Linked DNA regions of Mus musculus: regions 1, 2 and 4 are each linked to region 3. The links are chromatin contacts, called in public Hi-C maps. All regions are on one chromosome and are shown on one strand. Each heading gives the region's core, a stretch centred on a gene start, on an enhancer-like site or on the middle of the called end of the contact. The rest is flanking DNA. Distances are from core to core; before and after follow the strand shown.

Region 1 (3,453 bases), core at 435-2,934, 130 kb after region 3:
GATCTAGATGAAGATTTTGTTCTCCCTAGCCTGCCTGGTTCAGACAAGTAGCCATGCTACTCACTGCCTACCCCACTGTCATAGTTAGGGCTTCTGTTGCTGCGATGAAAACATCATGACCAAAAAGCACATTGAGGAGGAAAGGGTTAATACACTTCTAGATCATAGTCCATCATTGGAGAAAGTCAGGACAGGAATTCAAGCAGGGCAAGAATCTGGAGGCAAGAGCGGATGCAGAGGCCATGGGAGGCTGCTGCTTGCTCCCCATAGCTTCCACAGCCTGCTTACTTATAGAACTGAGGCCCACCAGCCCAGGGATGGCACCATCCACAGTGGACTGGGCCCTGCCCTATTGCTCACTAACTGAGAAAATGCCTTACAGCTGGATCTCGTGGAGGGGGTTCCTCAACTGAGGCTCCTTCCTCTCCGGTGATTCTAGCTTATGTCAGGTTGACATACAAAACCAGCTAATATACCCATCATAATCATTTAAGTTCTAAGTTAGTTCTCCTTGCTTGCCTCTTTCACTGAAGAGGCCAAGGCCCTCGAAAGCTACAATGTCTGAGTTTCCTTGTGGGTGGCTCAAATTCCATTTGGTCACTGGGAAACACCAGGATGAGTTCCAGCTGTTTCTTTAATGCTGTGTTAGTTTCTTTTTTTGTTGTTGTTGTTGTGACTAAACGCCCAAAAGAAGTAATGTAAGAGAAAGGGGATTTATCCTGCCTCCTGGTGGTCAGGGAATAAGAATATCATGGCACATAAGATATATATATATATATATATATATATATATATATATATATATATATATGTAATATATTATATGTATAATATATAATGTATATAATAAGAATATCTTGGCAGCAGGAAGAGGAGGCAACTGGGCATTGTCAGCAGTCAGGAAGCTGAGATACGGATGCTGATGTTCTTCTTGCTTTTTTCCTCTTCACTCTGGACCCCAGCCCGAGTAAACAGTGTGACCTGCATTAAGGAAGTAGGCTTGCTAAGTAATCTGTCTTTTAGGTGATTCTAGTTGCTGTCATTTGTGTCAGCAAGTAATACTATCACACACTCCTCTCTCCCCGGAGTGGCATCTCTTACAATGCAATCATGTGTCACCTAAAGACAAAGATATGTCTGAGAAGTGCATCATTTTGGTGAGCAAACATCATAGGATGCACTCATGCAAATGCGGATGGTATAGCTCAGGACACAGCTAGGCTAAATGGTATAGTCATCATAAAAGTGGCCGGTTGTTGACTAAACCACTGTTGCACAGTGTGCTTCCCTGTCTAAGTGACCCCTGCTCCATGATTCCAGGTTTATAATTGGAAAATCATTTCTGTAAAACTCTCCCTCAGGGTGGTAGTAGCTTCCTGCTGCCGTGATTTCAAGAGGCATCACTGTCCTTAATTCATTCCATTGATCCAGAGGAAAAAGCTCACTGCGGCTTCTGGTGCATCCACCCTGAACTCCACCCACTCCACAGAGTGAAGTGGGCACAGCAGTGGAGGCGGAGCCACCGCAGACCTCATCTGCCAAGCACTGAATGGCTGTTTTCTCTAGGAAGCTTCCCGCAGGAGAACACAGGCTTTTCTGATAAAGCCAAACAACAAGACAGAATGGCTGCCCCTGTGAGCAAATGTGCTCCTGAGGCCCGAGTCTAGTCAGGAGGTTGGTACCAGCAGCCCTCCAGAGTCTGGTGATGTTGCCATGGTAGCAGAAGGGTCACTGCTTAGCAACAGGCCAGAGCTGCGGGAAGTTGCTAAGGTATTTTCACATGTGTTAAAGCAAATGGATGTTTATGGCAGTCTTGAGTGTAAATACACCGTGGGGGGAGAAGAGAAAGCATACACACACAGGCCACCCAGCGACGTGAAGGGCTGCATTCCCCTGATACCCCGGGCCCAAAGAAGATGCCTTTTCTCTGGAGGAGGCTGTAGAAGACCTGGCGAAGCACATCTATCATCCTCCCTAAAACAGTTGACTTCCAATTGACCCTGTCATAAAAGCATCACCATCACTTAATTATCACTGTGGTCTCCTAAATGGATTTTGAGCATCTCAGTGACATGGTAATCAAATGCTAGTACTGCTGAGGCCCAACACACAGCCCCTCCGTCCCTCTCTTTCTCCATCACTTGGTACACATCATGTCACTTCTCTGTGCCTCAATGTCTTATCACACCTTTCATAGTTTTTGTGAGAATTAAGTTATTCCATGGCAGCATGACATAGGTATACCACATATAATGCATAATCTGTTCAAGATAATGTTCTTAGCAGCCAATAAAATTATGAGTGCCTGGCCCTATAGAAGTAACAACATAAAAATTATCAAAAGCTAGAGCATGTCTATTTCATTGCCAGCGTATCAAAGGAAAGGGCCTAAGTCCTCGGTTGGCCAGTCAACGTACCCCAAATCTGACTTCAGACTGAGTTGCCTACTTAGGGGCAGTTTTGAGGATTAAAGCAATTCATGTAGAAATGCAGCATAATGTCTGCCCTACAATAAAGATTCAGTAAAGGTTCCCCTCACTACAAAAAAAAAAAAAAAAAAAAAAAAAAAAAAAAAAAAGCTAGTATTGTTCCTTCCAGAAATCAGAGCTATGTAGGACTGAGTTCCAGCCCTGAACACATGCATGCACCCTACCAGACTTACACACATCTGTGTCTTCTTCACCCTGCCTTGACCAACACTTACTTCCTCTACCTTCCCACCAGTCTCATGTCTGCATGATCTTCAAAGCCATGCATAGGTCTACCCTTGCCTGAAAACTCCCTGACCTAGCTAATTTTGGCTATCCACTTCACACAAGCTGGAGTTATCACAGAGAAAGGAGGCTCCCTTCAGGGAATGCCTCCATGGGACCCAGCTGTAAGGTATTTTCTCAATTAGTGATCAAGGGTGGAAGGGCCCATTATGGGTGGTGCCATCCCTGGACTGGTAGTTGAAGTGTGGACACTATGCCCCTCCTTAGATTTGGGAACAAAACACCCATGGAAGGAGTTACAGAGACAAAGTTTGGAGCTGAGATGAAAGGATGGACCATGTAGAGACTGCCATATCCAGGGATCCACCCCATAATCAGCATCCAAACGCTGACACCATTGCATACACTAGCAAGATTTTATTGAAAGGACCCAGATGTAGCTGTCTCTTGTGAGACTATGCCGGGGCCTAGCAAACACAGAAGTGGATGCTCACAGTCAGCTAATGGATGGATCATAGGGCTCCCAATGGAGGAGCTAGAGAAAGTACCCAAGGAGCTAAAGGGATCTGCAACCCTATAGGTGGAACAACATTATGAACTAACCAGTACCCCGGAGCTCTTGACTCTAGCTGCATATGTATCAAAAGATGGCCTAGTCGGCCATCACTGGAAAGAGAGGCCCATTGGACTTGCAAACTTTATATGCCCCAGTACAGGGGAACACCAGGGCCAAAAAGGG
Region 2 (3,398 bases), core at 76-2,575, 200 kb before region 3:
CCATAGAACACCCGATAGAGACAGATTAAACAACAGCAAATAGCCATTGTACACATGTGCACTCCCAGCCCAGGAGAGGCAGAGATGAGTGAATCCCAGGCCTTTGTGTGCAGTACAAGCAATTTAAGTTTATCCCTAACTAGCTTGCAAAGAAATGAGACTCAAACTATTGTTATTTTATTTGGCTTTGACAATTACTGGGGCCAGGGAGGGGGGGTAACCCCTAGTCTACCTTCTAACTGATGACCTGGCTAGCTCCCCAGTAGTGTACCCCTAGACACTTGCTGTTTCTCCTGGCCATGTGCTCATTGGCCATCTTCCCTCATGGCAGCTTCCTCTCTCCTCCTCCTCCTTCCTCCATCCTTCTTGGTCTCTCCTCCAACCAGGTCATTCCAAACCCACCACCTATCTCTAATACCTCCAGTAATTGGCTGTAGCCAATTAGATTTAACCAATAGTTTTAAATCGAGAAACAAAGTTTGCACAACAAAAAGCTGCTAACCGTGAGAAGTCACTGGTAAGCCTAGGCCTTTGGGTATAGAATTTAGCATTACAATACATAGCGACAGACCAAACTGCAACAACTTTCTGGCTACACATCCCAGTTTACTAGTCATGTTCCAGTGCAGTAAGAGACCCTGTTTCAATAAAATAAAATAAAATAAAATAAAATAAAATAAAATATAAAAAATATAAAATAGGTGGTGTCTGAGAAATAACAACTGAGGTTGTCCTCTGGCCACGCCCACATTTGTGCACCCTGACACATACATGTACACCCACATGCATACAAACACAGAGCCCATGCTGGAAGGACGGCAGCCTCAGTAGGAAGATGGACACAGGCTCCATTCAGAAACGGGGGAAGGAATGAAAAGTTATCCTTCGGAATCTCAAGTCACCTCCCTCCTCATTTCCCACCTCCTCTGTGTATAATCCAACTGCTGAAGGAGGCTTTCTGCATCCTAAGGGAACCATCTTCTAGTCATTCTTTCCCTTAGCTGCTTTAGAAAGCTCTAGAAGGGCAAGGGATGCCTGCCAGCTGGCTTCCAAAAATGAGTCCAGTTGAGGTATGTAGATGGGCGGAGCAGAACCTTCTGTGTACTCTCCCTGCAGCTTGGCACTTACTGACCTGTCCCAACAGGCACCAATTTAATGGTGTTAGATCCAGAGTTGTACTCCACAGATCCAGGGCAAGGATGTACCCTGAGCTGCAGGGACAGCATATACTGAGTTGCATTTGGCACCAGCCACAGCCTCCCTCCCGGGAGCTCCGAGGCTGAGTGTGCCTGCTGCTCCTTCGCATTCAGCAGACTGAACTGGCCACCTTCCAGGGAGCCTCAGGCCTGGAATTCAGGCTCTTCTCCTCCCCTTCCTCTACTGTACCCCAGAGAGCTCTGATCAAAGCGAGCAGAGAAATGAAGGAGTTGTATGGAGGTACAGTCATGTGGAAAGCCCGGGAAAGAGACGTGCTTAGCTTATCTGTCTGCAACCGAAACTCAGAAGGCTTCCAGGAATAGCCAGACAGGGAAATTGACCCCAACATCCTGGCCTTGTGCCAGCTGGAGAAGACCTAGTCAGGGCAGGCCTGCAGCCGATCGTCTAGAACATAAGACTCCAGGAAAAAAATTCCCTATCTCAAGGGATCTCCCACAGCTCCAAAGATCCTGCAAAAGGTTGGATCCTTCTGTAAAAGCATGAAACCTACTCAGAGGTTCCCCCAGACCTTGCAGTAGGGGATGATGCATACAGCCTAAGTGAATAGGTAAATGAAAGATGGCGGAAAATGTCCTGGGTGCCCTAATGTGATGATGATCATTGGCAGCAAGATATGGACCAGTGGGATAGCTCAGTTGGTAAAGCGCTTGCCCATGCAAGCATGAAAAACCTGAGTTCCATCCCCATGTTGTGCACTTGTAAACTTAGGGATGGGATGACAGAAAAAGGCTGGTCAACCACACTAGCTGCATTGACAAGTTCCAGACCAGTGCCAGCTCATGTCTCAAACACGGTGGAAAGTGTTCTTCCAAAGTCCTAAGGTCCTAAGTCATAAGAAGACCCAGTCAGGTTCTGTGCAGATCCAATGAGCAGTCTCTCTCTCTCTCTCTGACTCTCTCTTTTCTTCTCTCTCTGACTCTTTCTCTCTGATGCTCTCTCTCCCTCCTTTCCTCCCCCCACCTCAAGCTTGACATACCACATCTGTATTCAAGTCTTACCACTGAATGGTCTTGGGGGAATTACTGAACCAGAAGTCCAGCTTCCTTATTGCAAACAGCAATATTGCCATCCCTTAGTGCTTCTGTTGTGAGGGTTAAGTGAGGTGCTCCATGAACAATTCTGCACAATGCTTGACTTAGAATTTGACCCCCACACACCCTAAAACACACTTAGTATTAATTGCTCTTAAAAAGACCCTGCCTTTTAACAGTAAACTTTAAGTGCTCAACAATTTTATTATAGAGGATATAATTCCTACTTGTATCTGGGAAAGTTTCTCTCACCGATAAGAGTACAGGAAGATGATGGTCTTCTGTGCCTGAAGGATGTTGCCCCACTCTCCTATGCTATGTCTACTAGAATATGCTAGAATACTTTATTATTCCAGGAATCCTTGTGGATAGACTCATCCCTTAATTTTCTCTCTTCTATCCTCCCAGATAGTTATTAGTTATTTCTGTGATGTTTTCCATATCACCTTTCTCAGTATTTTTCAACTCCTTGAAGATATGGCATCCATTCATTCATTTCCCCCATCTTCCACCCAATGAATCAATATTGAGTACCAATCGTGTCCACGCTATGATCAAGTGCTTAAGACACACCAGTGAGAATGGAAAGTATACTGTTTTCTTCTTTGTGAGTCTACGTGGAAAGAGGCAGTTGGTGATATGTGATAACACAAATATTTAATCACTACTGAGTAATAACTGGGAACATCTACAATCTATGATGAACCCTATACCCTTATTGTCAACTTGACATAACCTAGAGTGACCTAGGAAAGGGTAACCTCAGTTGAAGAGCTATCTCCATCATATTGGTCTGTGCCCATACACATTAAAGACTATCTTTGTTGGTTATTGGTGTAGGAGGGCCCAGCCCTCTGCGGCCAGCACTATTGCTGGCTAGGTAGGTCTGGGATGTGTAAGAAAGCTAGCTGAGCATGAGCTAATGAACTATTAAGGAGTGTTCTGCCATTCTTTCTGTTTCAAGCCCCTTCCTCGAGTTTCTGTTCTCTCAACGATAGATTGTGTCCAAACCCCCTTTCTTCTCTAAAGCTGTCTTTGGTTCAGAGTGCACTATCACAGTGACAGAAAAGCAAACTAGAACACACCCCAAACACCACCAAATACAACCACTTCCTGGTCATCCCAAGTGTGTGTGTGTGTGTGTGTGTG
Region 3 (3,223 bases), core at 311-2,810:
GGAGCAGTCTGGTGACAAAGGGAGATGTTATACTGTAATGGAAACACACCAACTCAAGAGATGATAAAGATGACTAGAGCCCTTGATTGTTGACACAGAGGCTTGCTATGTAGCTCAGGCCGCCCTAGAGTTCACAATCCTACACAGTCTCTGTGCTGTGTGCTGGGAGGGCAAATTTTGACCATGAGAGTCAAAAGTTTTGATTTCGCAATTGAATTGGATCCCATATTAAGTCTGACCCTGGACAAGGGATGTGAGCCTCTTCAGCGTCACCAGGGCACTGTGAAGAACGGTTTATCTAGAAACTCTCAGAGTATGCCTCCCAAGACCTCCATTCAGAAGAGATCCAGTTTCCCTGGCTGGAGAAGCCATTCTGTAAGAGTGCGATTCAGTCTGTGTCATTCTAAATCAATATTTTCATTGTTGTCTAATACTATCCTTGGAATCTTGACTTCATTTTCTTATAGTCCCACTTCCCTCAGAGTTGTACGAACTCCAAACCTTATAAAACCTGGTTGTATTGCTCATGGCCCTCAGGGGGTTACTCAATTAATGGGTAAAATGAAGTGCACACATACACACACAATGTGATTGGTTTGCAGAAAGCCAAGCACTGTTGGCCACAAATGATTATGAACAGAGTGCTGGGCTCCCTCCCTGCTAACCCAGGTAAGGGTGGGTCTAACACATGGTATGAACCTGACTGTGCTCTGCAGCCAGGCCCTAGCCAGCTAGCCTGGGCCAGAATCCTTAGTGACAGAAATGTTGTTCTGTGGATAAGCATCCAACTAGCTTTCCAGGAGGCCCCAAGCCTAGTCTTCCTTTTGACACGAAGCAGATTCCCCTTCTCTAAACCACTGTTTATATTTTAGCCAAGTGTCCCACATAAATCTCAGATCCAACCACCAGACTCTTTGGCTGCTAAAGAAAAGACAAAGACCAACAAGAAAATGGCCTAATAAGGAGTGTTCATAAAAGAGTTGGGGTGTCTCTGTAAAAGGCTATTCCAGGGTCAATTCCACACAACCCTACTGTGAGACTCCAGTATTGGAGGCCAGGATAGCGTTGAAAGCAGCTTCAGAGGGAAAACAAGGTTGTTTCAGAGAACCATGGCTCAAGCCAGGGGAGTGGGGCTGTGCAATATACACTTGGTTCAGGTCAGATTCAGAGAACTTCCTGAAGCCCCTGCTCCAGAGCGCTAGCTAGGAAACACACAGATTTGATTTCAGTTCAAATCTCTCCTATGTATGACTTCGTTTCCTATCCCCCCCCCCCCCTGCCCTTCACCCCCTCCCTCTTCCCTTTCTTTCTATAAGGAAAATAGAACGTAACTTTGTAATGGCTTTGTGGTCCCATAAATTAATATTAGGGTTTGGTTCAGAGCTCAGCGTAGTTATGTGGTAAATTGTGGTTTGGGGCTCATGGTCTGGATGAGGTCTCTGATTTGAAGGCCTGGAAGCTTGCAGAGTGGTGGCTAGAAAGAGCTCGGAAGAAACCTTTTGCTTGTAGGAGGAGTTGGCAGCTGAATCGAGCTGGACCTATGCTGACTCCCGAATTCTCCAGCCATTGCTTCAGGCTTGGATGCCCCTGTTTCTTTTCAGCCATAGTCTTGTGTAGTCTAGCCCAGAGTAGCTGTTATTTTTAAATAATAATTAAAAAGAGTGAAAGTAATCTTTGGGGAATGCAGGAAGGGAGAAAGTATCTTTATATTTAGACATTCTGGACTTGATTATAAATCCTGGAGCGTGGCCGCTCTGTTGGGAATTGCTTCTCTAGGCAACCCCTTCCTACATGATTAACCGACTACTGCCATCTAGTGGATTTGGAGGCCTTTGCCACACTAACTCCTAATGGAGGAGATGTGTGCATTGATTTTAAAGAGAAGCCATACTTAATTGGGCCCCTGCAAATCTTAGGATGGCCCACTGGTAAGGATTAAGAATCAGTCACTCTTGGATATTCCCCTGACTCCCCTGCACAATGTCTATGCTTTGACATCAATTAAATGAAGAAGGAGGAGGAGGAGGAGGAGGAGGAGGAGGAGGAGGAGGAGGAGGAGGAAGAAGAAGAAGAAGAAGAAGAAGAAGAAGAAGAAGAAGAAGAAGAAGAAGAAGAAGAAGAAGAAGAAGAAGAAGAAGAAGAAGAAGAAGAAGAAGGAGAAGAAGAAGAAGAAGAAGAAACATCAATGGGAGTTTATTTGGCAACTGACCAAAATCACTGTTACCCATTTACTGTGGGTAACAATCTTACTTACCAATTCCAGTTTCCCACTGAGGCTATAAACAGGATCATGGCAGTCCTTGGGCAAGACCAGAAGAAGCCCTTATTTGGAGGGGGAATGGGGGATCAGAGCCCTTGTAGCCATTTTCAAACAAACTGTGCTTTGGACTATTTAAGAAGCCCCAGGTTTCAGCCTCCAGGCACTAGATAGATACAAAGAGTCTTCTATAGATGGGATAAAAGTGTCTGGGGTGTGAACCCTGGAACTTCAGATGTAGCAGAATTCAAGATCACTTGCAATGTCTCTTCAGAAGGTAGATACATAAATATTCAGAGAAAGAGTTTAAGAAATAAACCAAATAGACAACACTAGAAGTGTGCAGTTTCAATCTAAAGCTGGATGTAGAGCTAATCACACACACACACACACACACACACACACACACACACACACACACACACACACACCAAGCCTCAGTCCTCTCATCTGGAAAATGAAGGCTCTGTTTAATTACCCTTCTGAGCACTTCTAGATGAAGTTGTATATGCTCAAGTTTTGGGAATAGCTCCAGGTCTGAGAGGTTGAACTGAGGGATCTTTTACACCTCACAAGGAGCACTTCCTACAGAAAGTGAGAGTATTTCACTTGAATGAGAACTTGATCAACCCATGGTGAGTTAGGTCATCCTGGTAGTTATGGATAGACCTAGGGGAAAGGCAGTGTACTGAGTCTCTTCTTGCCTTAAGTCACCGTGTGACCTTAGCAGGTTCTTTATATAATAACACTAGCTTTCCACAGCTAAAAGATATCCACAGTAGCTTTGATCTCATTTTCTTCTTAAAGGGTAGTGGAAGTATAAACAAGCAGAAGTGCTTCTTGAAAACCACAATATGGTTGGGAATGGCGGTTACACACACTTATAACCCAAGCACTCAAGAGACTGATGCAAGATTATCAGAGTTTGAGGCCATTCTGAGACACACTGCACAATTATCTTAAAAA
Region 4 (3,748 bases), core at 644-3,143, 250 kb before region 3:
GCCCCACCCCCACAGCTTCCAATTCGGGGGAGGCTGGGAGAGGGACATGGAGGAGGATGTTCAAGGGTTGTGAGAGGCTGGAATGGTAGGGATGGAATGTCTGCAGCTGAGAACTATAAATCTGTAAGCTTTCAAGAGGACAAAGCTTTGTGCAGAAGGGCCAGTGGGGTGCTGGAGGAGGCTCAGGGCATTCCCTCCTAGAGGGAAGGAGCTGGGGGCAGGGAAAGAGAGAGCTTTGCACACAGCAGAGACTGTCTGAGTGGAGAGGAGTAATCGCAGGTTCTATGAGATCCTGGGATTTGGATTTCTCCACTCCTTTTCAAATCCGATTTCCCTACCCACTTTCTCACCAACAGAGCACCCACATGGGTCAAGGTCAATGGACACTGTGAGGAAGGAGGTGGCATTGCTGTACAAAGTGAGGGGAAGACAGGACAAGAGGCAAGGCCTCTCCATGATAGCTAACTAAGTCTCAGGGAGAAATCACACATGGAAATTCCAGACCCACAGGAACCAGGCAGGTCAGTCTCCTATGGGTTTCATGGGCTAAGGTTCCGGCTTGGGTTAAGTCCCTGCTGTGCCCGAAGAGACCAGAGGGATGTCTTGTCTCTGGGCCTTCTGCAGCCTGCCAGTCCTCGCTCTGGGTGATTTGATTTGTGCTGTGAAGAGTACAAATGCCCCCTGGGATCAGAGTGGTTGATTCTGGACTCCTTCCACTGGGTCATTTTACTGACTGGCTATTCATCTGGGTTCAGTGAGAGAAGGGAGGACAGAGGAAGAAGGCTTGACTGCCATTAACTCCTTCATTGCTGGCCAGTCCTCTGCCTGCTCATTAGAAGAGCTCACTTCCAGTCCTTTGGAGGTGCATCCCACCCACCCTGCCTTGACTCTGGCACCTGTGGAGGAGGTAGGTCCCAGTTGCTTTGCCATGGTCTACTAGCGTGGTCTCAAGCGTCCAAGCAATGGCCTTCATCAGCTTCTCCGCTGCCTTGCATTCGTCTGACACTGAATAGGCAGGTTATAAAAAAGACAAATGGTCTGTGGAGAAAAATCTCTCTATGCCAGGAGAAGAAGTAGACAGAAACAAATAGAAGGAGCTTCCTTCTAGCACTGTGGCACTTCCTTTCCATTCCAGGGACCAAATAGCCTGCTTTAAACCAGAGCATCTTCCCAAGATGCAGGTGGATCAAAGGAAACTGTAGGGGGAGCTTCCAGCCAAGCCAGGGGACATATGCTATTATACTTGGGGATGGGGTCAGGTATGGGCAATGCCTCTAATGCTGCCCAAGGACATTGACTCTCAGGCATGGGAAAAAGATGATAGGAAGTGTCCCTGTGCCTCTAACTTGGCCTCAAGGACCCTGTAGCCCTCTACCATGTGAGGCCTCCAGGAGCCAAGCCACCTGCTTTCATAGATGACAGCTCACAGAGAAATAACTTGTTCCTATGGGAAGTGGTGATCAATGGCTCAAATTAAATCCCAGAAAAGCTTTTCTTCTTGTCTGACACTTTATAGTTTCTCAGCTTATCTCTTCCCGGGATGGCTGTATAGGCCAGATGATAACGACCTGAACAGCCTAGAAAAACATGAGTTCACTGAGGATTTAAGGTGTGAATTAGCTCTTAGATGGGCTGAGAGTGGGGAATTCTACTTCATAACACCCAACCTTCCAGCAAAATCCTGTGTGGGCAACTCTTCAGTGTCTCCACCCAGCCCCTGGCCCTGTTTAATGCTTAAGCATCCTGGGTTAATAAGTGCTTTTCAGTCACCAAGCCTCATTGAAATGCCTTCAGCCTCTGAGTCACTCCATCTCTCCCATCTGCATTCCCCTTAACTGAATTATCTCTGCATGAGTAACAGAGGTCTGTCTGGGCCCTGGACTGTCTGCTCCCCAGATTTGATAGCAACAGATTCTTGAATAGTCCCACCCACCCCGGTCATGCCTCTCCCTCCACAACACAGTCCCAGAGTCCTCCAGAAGAGGTCCAGCGGTCTTTAATGATCCACCTACAGCCTGGCTGGGCTGAGAGCCAGGATCAGAGAGGCCAGCTCTGTTCTTGGCAGGAAATGAGGGGCCGCTATAGAAATGCCACCCAGGCTGGAAACAAGATCTATGGAATAGCGGCTCTGAGTGGGTGAAGTGCTGGAGAGCAAAGGGTAAACCATGGTGCCCTGGTCTGTGGCCCTTGCCCACAGAATCTGCAGAGATCTGCATTTCAAGGCACCAGACTGGGTAGATTCAGGCCAGGGAAACTTGTTCTTTGCCTGTCAATTTAAAACTTCGGTCACCTCTGGATCACCTTGAAAGGGCCCAGTGTTTAAAGACTGTCTCCCAGAATTTAATTCAAAAGTTGGAATCAGCAAGTTAAAGGTAGGATCTGAGAATCAGTCTTTAGAACAGGCCTTCCCAGTAAGGAGAGGACTTTAGGACATATGTCTAGTGATTCAGACAAGAAAGCTAATAGAGTCACTGTAACTCTTTCACATAGGCAAGTAGGATCGCTCTATATTTCCTAACCTTGAAAGTTAGATAACTCCATGGAGCTGCCTCTCCTCTATAAACCCATTCAAGTCATTAGAGACATTTTCTAACAGGCAGGCTATTAGATCCCAATACAGCTATGTGTAGCTATGTGTGAACCTTGAGTTCATATAACACACATTCTGTGTCAGGTTTTCTACTATCTCCTTTAACCTGAACAACAGTTTTTGAGGTGTGTTATATTATTAATCCAGCCAGCACAGGATGAAACCGAGGCCTAATGAGGTAAAAATAACTCCTGCTAAGGTCATAAAGATAAAGGATTAACCCAGGATTCAGGCTCAGCATAGCAACTGTTGGAAGTGGATTCCAAAGAAGAGGTGGAATTCTTGCCCCTTTTAATGAAACTGCAGGGTGAGTTTCCAGCCAAGCAAGGGAACATGAGCTATTATAGCCGGGGTCCTGGGGGTGGAAGTGGGGTGGTGGCGGGGGACAACCCACCCAATGTTACCCTTGGACACTGACTCTCAGGTGTGGGGAAAGGATGCAAGTATGTCTTTGACTTGGCCCTTTTTATTTCCGCACCCCATTCCTGGTACCAACTTCAGATTAGTTGCTTTTCTGTTTTTGTGATAAAACAGTAGGAAGTGTCCCTGGGTCTCAGACTTGGCCCTAGTACCTCAGGCCTGTGAATTAAACATGCAAAAGGGACATTAACAGGAGGAAATAACAACACGGGCTATTTATACATATGATTTACATGTACCATGGGAGATCTCAGATAAGTTACTCAAAGGGCTAGTTAGATTGGAGGATCATCTTAGCAAAGACAGAAAAAATATGGCAAGAGACAAGAAAACAGAATGGGGTGGGCTGGCTTACAGGAAAGGACTTGAAGCCAGGTGACTTTTGAGGAGCCTAATGATAGTGCTTTGAACGTTTGACTTACGAAGACTGGACACAGTGTCATCAGCACAAGCTTTCTCATCCCTGGAGTAGCTTTCGTGTGTATCTACAAATGTTATTCTCCTGGTAAACACACACACACACACACACACACACACACACACACACACTCTGTTTCTAGCAGATGATGTGAGAGCAGCAAACTCTTTCTGCATTCCTTGTATCTAAGTTGACTTCAGTGGCATATTTTGTGGTAGTGAATTCTGGGCCTCTCTTCCCTAGCTAGTCTATCTTAGAGCCCAGCTGCTTCAGGTGGCCGCCAAGGCTTCAGCTGTTATCAGTCAGTCATGATGGTCAGC

What was found. Hi-C and Micro-C count contacts between places; a contact is called where the count stands out from the background.
Region 1: a Hi-C map of the N1E-115 cell line shows a contact between it and region 3, with 3 times the contacts expected there. The contact joins two enhancer-like sites. A contact is called at or near these places in 1 of 39 promoter capture datasets (hippocampal neurons), 7 of 484 Hi-C or Micro-C datasets (the N1E-115 cell line, cortical neurons, embryonic fibroblasts and 3 more) and 1 of 115 datasets of contacts at active chromatin or transcription factors (bone marrow-derived dendritic cells).
Region 2: a contact with region 3 is called in a Hi-C map of uterus. The contact joins two enhancer-like sites. A contact is called at or near these places in 1 of 15 datasets of contacts at CTCF or cohesin (the NIH/3T3 cell line), 11 of 484 Hi-C or Micro-C datasets (the N1E-115 cell line, cerebral cortex, cortical neurons and 4 more), 2 of 115 datasets of contacts at active chromatin or transcription factors (the NIH/3T3 cell line and embryonic stem cells) and 1 of 9 other capture datasets (embryonic stem cells).
Region 4: a Hi-C map of the N1E-115 cell line shows a contact between it and region 3, with 5 times the contacts expected there. The contact joins two enhancer-like sites. A contact is called at or near these places in 1 of 39 promoter capture datasets (the 3T3-L1 cell line), 24 of 484 Hi-C or Micro-C datasets (the 3T3-L1 cell line, the AML12 cell line, the C2C12 cell line and 14 more), 10 of 115 datasets of contacts at active chromatin or transcription factors (the NIH/3T3 cell line, embryonic fibroblasts, embryonic stem cells and 5 more) and 1 of 9 other capture datasets (embryonic stem cells).

What each region holds. Positions count from the first base shown.
Region 1 is chr9:50,304,612-50,308,064 of GRCm38.p6, forward strand. No RefSeq gene overlaps it. Among named protein-coding and RNA genes, the nearest start is that of Gm39336, 4.5 kb to the left of the region's middle. Within about 2 kb of position 1,685, at least 59 of the 459 cell types and tissues checked have an H3K27ac peak or open chromatin away from gene starts, as enhancers often do. A contact at or near this core is called in the N1E-115 cell line, where this site is marked.
Region 2 is chr9:49,975,061-49,978,458 of GRCm38.p6, forward strand. No RefSeq gene overlaps it. Among named protein-coding and RNA genes, the nearest start is that of Gm25633, 150 kb to the left of the region's middle. Within about 2 kb of position 1,326, at least 99 of the 459 cell types and tissues checked have an H3K27ac peak or open chromatin away from gene starts, as enhancers often do. A contact at or near this core is called in the N1E-115 cell line, cerebral cortex, stem cell-derived neural progenitor cells and 1 more, where this site is marked.
Region 3 is chr9:50,170,466-50,173,688 of GRCm38.p6, forward strand. No RefSeq gene overlaps it. Among named protein-coding and RNA genes, the nearest start is that of 2310003N18Rik, 61 kb to the right of the region's middle. Within about 2 kb of position 1,561, at least 35 of the 459 cell types and tissues checked have an H3K27ac peak or open chromatin away from gene starts, as enhancers often do. A contact at or near this core is called in the N1E-115 cell line, cerebral cortex, embryonic fibroblasts and 2 more, where this site is marked.
Region 4 is chr9:49,922,263-49,926,010 of GRCm38.p6, forward strand. No RefSeq gene overlaps it. Among named protein-coding and RNA genes, the nearest start is that of Gm25633, 98 kb to the left of the region's middle. Within about 2 kb of position 1,894, at least 73 of the 459 cell types and tissues checked have an H3K27ac peak or open chromatin away from gene starts, as enhancers often do. A contact at or near this core is called in the N1E-115 cell line, embryonic fibroblasts and stem cell-derived neural progenitor cells, where this site is marked.